Regions from separate parts of the Rattus norvegicus genome. Here region 2 is linked to region 1. Evidence: chromatin contacts called from public Hi-C data. All regions are on one chromosome and are shown on one strand. Each heading gives the region's core, a stretch centred on a gene start, on an enhancer-like site or on the middle of the called end of the contact. The rest is flanking DNA. Distances are from core to core; before and after follow the strand shown. Region 1 holds the start of Mbnl2 (muscleblind-like splicing regulator 2). Region 2 overlaps Mbnl2 (muscleblind-like splicing regulator 2).

Region 1 (3,923 bases), core at 1,190-3,689:
AGTTCTGGTTGGGGAGGGAAGTGAAGAAAAGTGTCAGGTTTTTTGGCTTTTACAAGTGAGTATGATGTCATTTCTTGTGATACAAAATAACCAGCATGTTTGCCTGTGGCCTCCTGTCCAACACGGAAATTACTCTAATGACAGACATCCCCTAGTGCACCTCTGTCGCACCAGCCTTTGGAGAAATGCTTCATGCACATTCTCTTAATTAACGTAGGACACGGACCTAGCCTTCTGAAATGGCAAGATCAGCTCAGACAAGCTAGCTACACAAGGCTGCATTGTTAGGGGCTTAAAATAGTCTGGTACAGCGACCAGTACAGAAGCCTTTTGAACATCAGAGAAGCTGATTGGCAGAACTGAAGAAGTGGCAGGTGATCTGAGGTCTACACAGTGCGTCAGGAGGATGTAAACGTGGGGTGGAGAGCAGGGACAGCAGACATAAAGTGGACGACCAAGGTGGAGGCCACATTTTGCAGGACCTCGAAAGTCTGTAATTTGGATTTTATGGAGGGACAGGCTTGAGTGTAAAAGGAACATGACTTTACATGACTTCAGAAAAACCTGTCTGGCAACAGGGAAGACTGGAGTCGAACAGCCCTGGATCCCAGAGGCTATCAATTAACTTTTGTATCATACAGGGAATAGGTCAGGGCTCCGGCCTAGCTCAGAGGAAAAATCTAGGAGGCTTAATGTCTTTGGGTGAGAATGGGGCTTGACAGGGGGCTAAAGTTTAAGTGATGAGATTGTAAAAGTGGGGATTTCATGTCAAAAGCAGGAGGGGGTGGAGAAGAAGATAATCGTGAGTTTGAGATCACTCAAGTATGTGTGCAAAGAGGTAATGATACTTTAAAGGGATTTCCACCTGTTTGAATGTAGCTAATTCGACTTTTCAGGGGAAACAACAACAACAACGACAGACTCAACCAAAGCCTACCAATGATAATACTGACTAGAAACAAAAATAAGAATTAAGGATTAAGGGGCTGGGGATTTAGCTCAGTGGTAGAGCGCTTACCTAGGAAGCGCAAGGCCCTGGGTTCGGTCCCCAGCTCCGAAAAAAAGAACCAAAAAAAAAAAAAAAAAAAAAAAGAATTAAGGATTAAAATCAAGAGGAATAAAACAAGGTATTCTATTGAAGAATCGGTCCACAAGTCACAAGAAATGCTGTGTTTTACGAACGAAAACATGAAACTTAAAAACACTTAAATCATTACATCCTGCCCTGATGCTCCCTTCCAGATGCATTCATTAAACAGTTGCTCATAAAAAAAAAAATTAGAGAGTTAGGCTCACTCTTTCAGATGAATAGGGTCTTTGTTTTTGCCTGGAGTTGGTCACGGGACCATCATACTTAATTTTTAAGATCCAAAACGTTGTGTTTTGTGGAAGGAAAATGTGTGCTTATTGTGTTTTCTAAATGCCGTATGTTTTTGTTTTTTTGTTTTCAAAGCATGCAGAAACGCTGTTGACTGGGGAGGAAAAAAAATAATCGTTTCAGTTCTTTCTTTTTTTCCCCCTTGCTTTATCTTGGGGGAATCTCTGGCATCTGTGGGTCAACCTTTGCAGACTGAAAATGGAGGATGTCCCTTAGGTCAGTGCCAAGTGTATTCAGCAGTAAACGCCCTCCCACAGTCATTGCGGCACTAAGGACAGGATAGCCAACGTATGAGTATTTATCAAATGGCATCTAAGAAGGTTAAAACACAGTTAATCCCCCAGTGGGTGCCAGCCAAGAGCCTCAAAGCTTAATGTAGAGATATCAATTCCGTCGTTCAGCATCCCCTCACTGAAGTCTCTAGTGCTCTGGAAACTTAGATGGAAAATATATGGGTTCCAGTAAGTGGCCACTGCAGTGACAGCTCTCCAGAAAAGCTGTGTGCTGAGGCTTCAAGCATGGTCTTCAGTGTGTACTCCAACTTGCTTATAGCCTCCCTCAGTCACGGTGGTTGCATGCAAATGTTTCGTAAGGTATCACTTTCCATGACAAACACTGAATTATTGTCTCACATATGAATAAGAACATCTCTATCCATACGCTTTCTCAAACGCCATAAGACTTTCAGTTTGGGATCCAATTGGATTCCTTGGCCATCTTAGGAGTTTCGTGATTCCCGGAGTGTTTATGATGCAACTCCCGGCTCCGGGCTGGGTGTCTCGAAGCGTATTTGTCTGAGCTACCCTACCCCTCTCTGTGCTCTGCCAATTATGTGCCACTTTGTCTCGGAGCTATGACTGCTTTCCTCGGAGAGGGAGATCCCTCTTCCATCAGTATGGACGCACTGTTTTCAGAGCCTGCCAGCGCCGTGTTGCTGTGTCAGTCATCCTATGAGGACCAGTTTCAGACGAGGAGGGCTGACGAGCTGGCTGGGGATTGGCCGGCTGCGTATGGGCGGGGCCTGTGGGAAGGAAGGGCTGCAGCTCACAGCAACAGAGTTTAGACTGTCTTTGCTTCATCATCTGAAGGTAAAATTTTCCAGCCACGGCCGGCGGCTCGCAGAGTACAATAAACAGGGACGGAGAACTATTTGCATGGACCCCCCTTCCTCATGATGCGGTGGAGAAGCCGCGGCCACTCGGTCCTGCCAGATGTTCTTGGGGTTACTGTACAAGGGGAGGACGAGCAGAGCTAAACAAGGTAGGAGAAACAACCCCCCTTCCCCATTTTTTTTTTTTTTTAATGTTTAAAGAGTTTGCTGCAGTATGCTGCATTCCATGTGTGTGCTTAGGGAAGCCAGGGAGACCGATTCCACTAATTCGAGCGGAATACTCGCAGGAAACCCTGGAGTTTTACGTAACATTCGGATTTGAGAACAAGAAATGGCAAAGCTGGAATCTACGCCGCCCGTTTAGGGTGAGGCATAAAAACCGAGGTTTCTATTTATTTATTTAAGGGGCAGATCCATTTGCTATTATTGTTTTTTAATCCTCTGAAAGATCCAGGTCAGTATTTTCTTAAGATAATCGAGGTTTTTACGGCCAGAGTGGGCTACAGAATAAAGTTTACATGTTTCCTGTTCTTTGGAAACACACTTGAAATTGAGAATTTAAAAAAAAAAAAAAAAGAAAATCATGGTGAACAATCATCGGTTGAACGCCTGGGACCAAAATATGTCTGTTTCTTGGAAACTGGGGGCCACCCTGGTGCTACAGGGCAATGGCTTTAATTGAGTTTCAAAAGCACATTTTAAGCACCGAGGCAGAATGTGAGGTAGCTTCCTGGCTGGTCTTAGGCACTGTAGTTCAGTGTTTACATTGCTTTTCCTGGCAGCCTCCGTCTTTGTTTCCAGCTTAAAAGTGGGACCATTATGTTCAAAAGTAAAGCTGGGTTAATAATGCTTACTGCAATTATCTGATCTGTATGCATTTTTAATGAGAACACACAGCCAGCAGAATAATTTAATGAGAGCAGGCTAGCTTTTAAAGCTGGGCTCTCACTATGCCCAGCCAGATCAACTTTCTTGCCGAGAAGCAGCGGCTAGAAAGGTTGAAGCAGATTTATTTTTAACACACTTGGCCCAGGAGAAGGAAAGGCTCTCTCAGTGTTAAAGATTCTTTCTGCCCTTTTCCGTTTTAAATTTCTGCCAGGCCTGAGGAAACCGAGCTTTTTTGTTAGGCCTTGGAAGCATGTGTTTACAATAAATGTGTAACATTTTTAGAATAGTTAGCAAGCACTGAAGCGAAGGGAAAAAAAAAAAAACTTGCCTAACTGCCACCTCCGTGAATGTTCCAGTGAATGTTCCAACGGTCTTCAAAAGGCCTTACTGTCTCTTTAAAAGACAAAGATTAAGTAGGAAAATGTCTGTTAGGGCATATGTGTATTTAGGCAGCAACGAGGAACAAAAATTAAACAAGAGACATTTTTACCATCTATGTAAGAGGAAGTTTCTTCCTCTCTTTTGCTCCCTTCTGAGGGACAGCAG
Region 2 (3,696 bases), core at 199-2,698, 61 kb after region 1:
TGCACAAATATGGCTCCTTGGTTTACATCCCAGTAGGCATTTGTACGTCCTGTTCAGTGGTTGTGGCTGTTCCAACAGGAAGGATACATGGAGGCTTGCCTCAAGTGCCATTTGAAAGCTACTAAAATGAACAGAGTGGGCTAGGTTTGTGGCTCAGTGGTGACGTGCATGTATAGCACACATGAATTTCAAGGTTTGACTCCCAATAAAGCACGTGCGTGTGCGTGCGCACACATACACACAGTCACACACACAGAGACACACAGACACACAGACACACATACACACATGCACACACACAGACACACACACAGACATACACACAGACACACACACGCACACAGACACACATGCACACGCACACACACACATAGACACATGCACACACACACATAGACACATGCACACACACAGACACACACACGCACACAGACACACAATCACACACACAGAGACACACAGACACACACATGCACACACACATGCACACACAATGCACACACACATACACACATGCACACACACACACACACACACACACACACACATGCACCGGTGGAGAGGAGGCAGTGAGTGGTGTTTTGGGTCACCAGTGGGGCATCTGTATTGTTATACAAACTGAACGTTACAGACCAAGACTGGCATTTGATCATGTTTGTTGTTTGTTGTTTGTTTTGTTTATTTTTTTCTTTTTTACCAGTCCTTCTAAACCTAGAACACTGACCTACGTTTTTCCGTGATGTTAGATTCATTCAATTCAAAAGTTATCATTACTTTTTTAATTCTGAGGTTTTTCTTTCCTTCTCCTTGCTTTCCCGATTACTGGGGGGGGGGGGGGTCTCCTTCTCCTTTTCCAGATTACTTTAATTCTCTCTTTTTTTTTCTGTGGAGCCATCATCTTTGCATGACATTGCTCTTTCTTTTTAGTGCCCTGCTGGGGCAGACACCATGCCCAGCTCTTAGTAAAGAGCACTGCTCCATGAATTCAAAGGCCAGGATCTGCCCCTCTGTTCGTCCTGCCATGAAATGCATACACCATAAGCTCTCTTCTGTGTGTCACACATGCTAGAAGTGTTCTGTTAATTTAAAAAAAAAATCATTGTTAGACTCTGTGTTACCTGAGAGGTCTTTAGAAATCCCTCAGGAAGGTTCCTGTTAGTAAATAAGGAGAGGGTGACCCGTCGAGCCAGTACATTTCCATTTTAGAATGGGAGGCACTCCCAGATTTCCACTTTAGAATGGGAGGCACCCCCTACCTTCACTACAGAGACCCTGAAACATGGGATGTGTTTGTCCCTGAATACTGGAACAAACGCTCAGGAAACCTAAGGCAGTTGTCCGACAATGCCAAGTGTCTACCATGCCAAGGGGCACAGTCCTAGAGCACAGTCCTGGAGTCAGGGTTGCTTGGCTGGGGCTACGTCAGCAGTGAACTTAACCTGTCCTACAGTCTCCCCAGGAACTGACCCTATTAATGCTAAGTAGCATATTCTTTCCACTTGGATTGATTCAGTGTCTTCCGGCTCAAAGATTACAGTGCAGATGTATCACTCTTTCAGCACTGTCATGACCAAGAACAACACCACACTCTGAGGACAGCTCCTCCCCCTGAGAGCTGACCTTTCTGAGATTCCCAAGCGGGGAGAGAGAGAAGGTGTCAGCCTGTTTCTTTGTAGTCACACTTAGGGTGGCCACCCTGCCCCACCAACTAGAATTTTAGTGCTGTGACTGACAAGACCGTTTTTTTCTCACAGCCTGAGGCCGAATACCCATGCTGAGGATTAAGCCTTACAGCACGCGGGGTGAAGGATTAGAAAATACTTCCAAGGCCTTAACCTCATTAAGGCCAAAGAGTCAACTCTCCACATGTTTTCATTTCGTTTAAAGTATTATCATCTTCCCAGGGCATTTCTTTTAAAAACCAGAATAGTGCATCTGGCTTTTTGACTGAAAGTGTTATTAGCTGCTCAAGACACATGAATAACCCAGCGCTGGGAAGACGGTCCAGTGGGCGAAGTGCTTCCTGAACATGAAGGAAGGTCTGAGGTATTCCCATCAATCATGTAAAAGTCAGGTGTGATAAACATGTATGATTCTAACACCAGGTTGGTGGAAACAGGAATGCTTAATTTATTTTTGGACAGGCGCTCGTTCACTAGACTGACTGACTACAAAGTCCTAGTCTCAAATTAAATTAAATTAAATTAAATCAAATTAAATCAATGAATAAGGCCAAACAATGACTGAGAAATGTTACTTTGTGTTAACCTCAGGCCTTCAATGTACACGGGTGCACCCTACTCAAAAGATACATTTATCATCATTTTCAAAATAGGAAGCTCTCCCATGGTGAATGCAATATATGTAAGTTGTTCTTAAGTATCTATCCAATTCAGGCTCAAATCTCATATGAAGGCGTATTTCAGGCGCTCCTAGCCCTTAGGAAAATCATTAATGATACCAAAGAGATCGTTTCCACACCTGCCGCGAAACTCAGTTCTGACCCAGATGCTCGGAATCTAAAATTAATCATCTGCAGGCTCCATTGGAGACTGCTAATTCACGGAGCCCTGCTTTCATTCCCATTGGGAATCCGGCTTTTTACAGAAGCCACAACATCTGGAAAATGCTGGGTAATAAACGGCCTTCTTAATGAGGAATTCCAGTCCAACCAGTGTGTTCTAACTGGAATGTGAAGCCAGGAACAAAGAAACTTCACTTCCTGGAGAATTAGACACCTGTATTCGTTTAAACGTTCTGTGAACAATCATTTAGGCCCTCCGAAGAGCCACAAGCGTGGTATTGGGTTCCTGAACGAAAGCTGGGGACCTTATTCTCAGAGTTGCGATTGTTCTGGAGAAACAATGACAGCCTAGCCCAACACAAGATCAGAACAGGTTGAAATAGACACCAGGCCAGGAGAGCTGCTGAGCAGACACACCATCCACCCTCCCTGTGACCTTGGCTTTGTTTGATTTGCAAACATAAGCAAACCTTAGCACTTGCTATTCCTTCTAAGCGCACCCACTAAAACAAAAGGGAGCCCAGGCTCAGCCAATCCCGCACACCCAGCGACTGAATTGCTCTTTGTCCAAATAAACTCTGTAAGCTTTTATTGTCCTTCTTGGGTTTACTTTTTAACAAAAGAAAATAACCATAACTTATCAAAGGCACTATTCATTCATGAACCCCTGAGTGTCCACAGTGTGAGTGCCCTTGAACCAGGCATTAGAAATTAGTTTTTGACCTCGTGTGCTGTCATTCTATTGGGGGGAAGCATGCAAGTCAACCAGATACAGGTTTCTTTCCCTTCTGGAATATATTTCTTGTTTCCCACTTTCTGTTTCAATGGAAAAGAAGCAAGGAATTCCAATGGAAATAACATCATTAAGGACAGTGCTATTATGCAGGCATGATGGCTAGGGAGCTGCTTCCTTCAAGGTGTTGTTTTCAGGACTGAGGAAGAGGGGGAGAGGATGGGGTGCAGAGGAGGAGGGGGAGGGGGAGGGAGAGGAGGAGAGGAAGGAGGAAGAGGGAGAGGGGGAAGAGGAGGAGGAGGGGAAGGAGGAGGGGGAGGGAGGAGGAATAGAAGCTTTACAAGTGCAGAGAAAAGGAGGTGGCTAGCATGGGATGGGTGTATTTGCCTACTGCTCCGAACAGGACACCTAGACAAGAAGGAGTGAATCCATGCAGGAG

Evidence for each region. A called contact is a pair of places that touch in the nucleus more often than the background predicts.
Region 2: a Hi-C map of kidney shows a contact between it and region 1, with 1.5 times the contacts expected there. The contact joins the enhancer-like site here to the promoter of Mbnl2 in region 1. A contact is called at or near these places in 4 of 12 Hi-C or Micro-C datasets (the A7r5 cell line, kidney, liver and 1 more).

Annotation. Positions count from the first base shown.
Region 1 is chr15:103,789,749-103,793,671 of GRCr8, forward strand. It overlaps Mbnl2 (muscleblind-like splicing regulator 2), which reads left to right and starts at 2,440. Exons shown (of 9, transcript NM_001111064.2): 1 at 2,440-2,638.
Region 2 is chr15:103,851,558-103,855,253 of GRCr8, forward strand. All of the region lies in intron 2 of Mbnl2 (muscleblind-like splicing regulator 2), which reads left to right. Among named protein-coding and RNA genes, the nearest start is that of Mbnl2, 61 kb to the left of the region's middle. Within about 2 kb of position 1,449, at least 33 of the 93 cell types and tissues checked have an H3K27ac peak or open chromatin away from gene starts, as enhancers often do. A contact at or near this core is called in kidney, where this site is marked.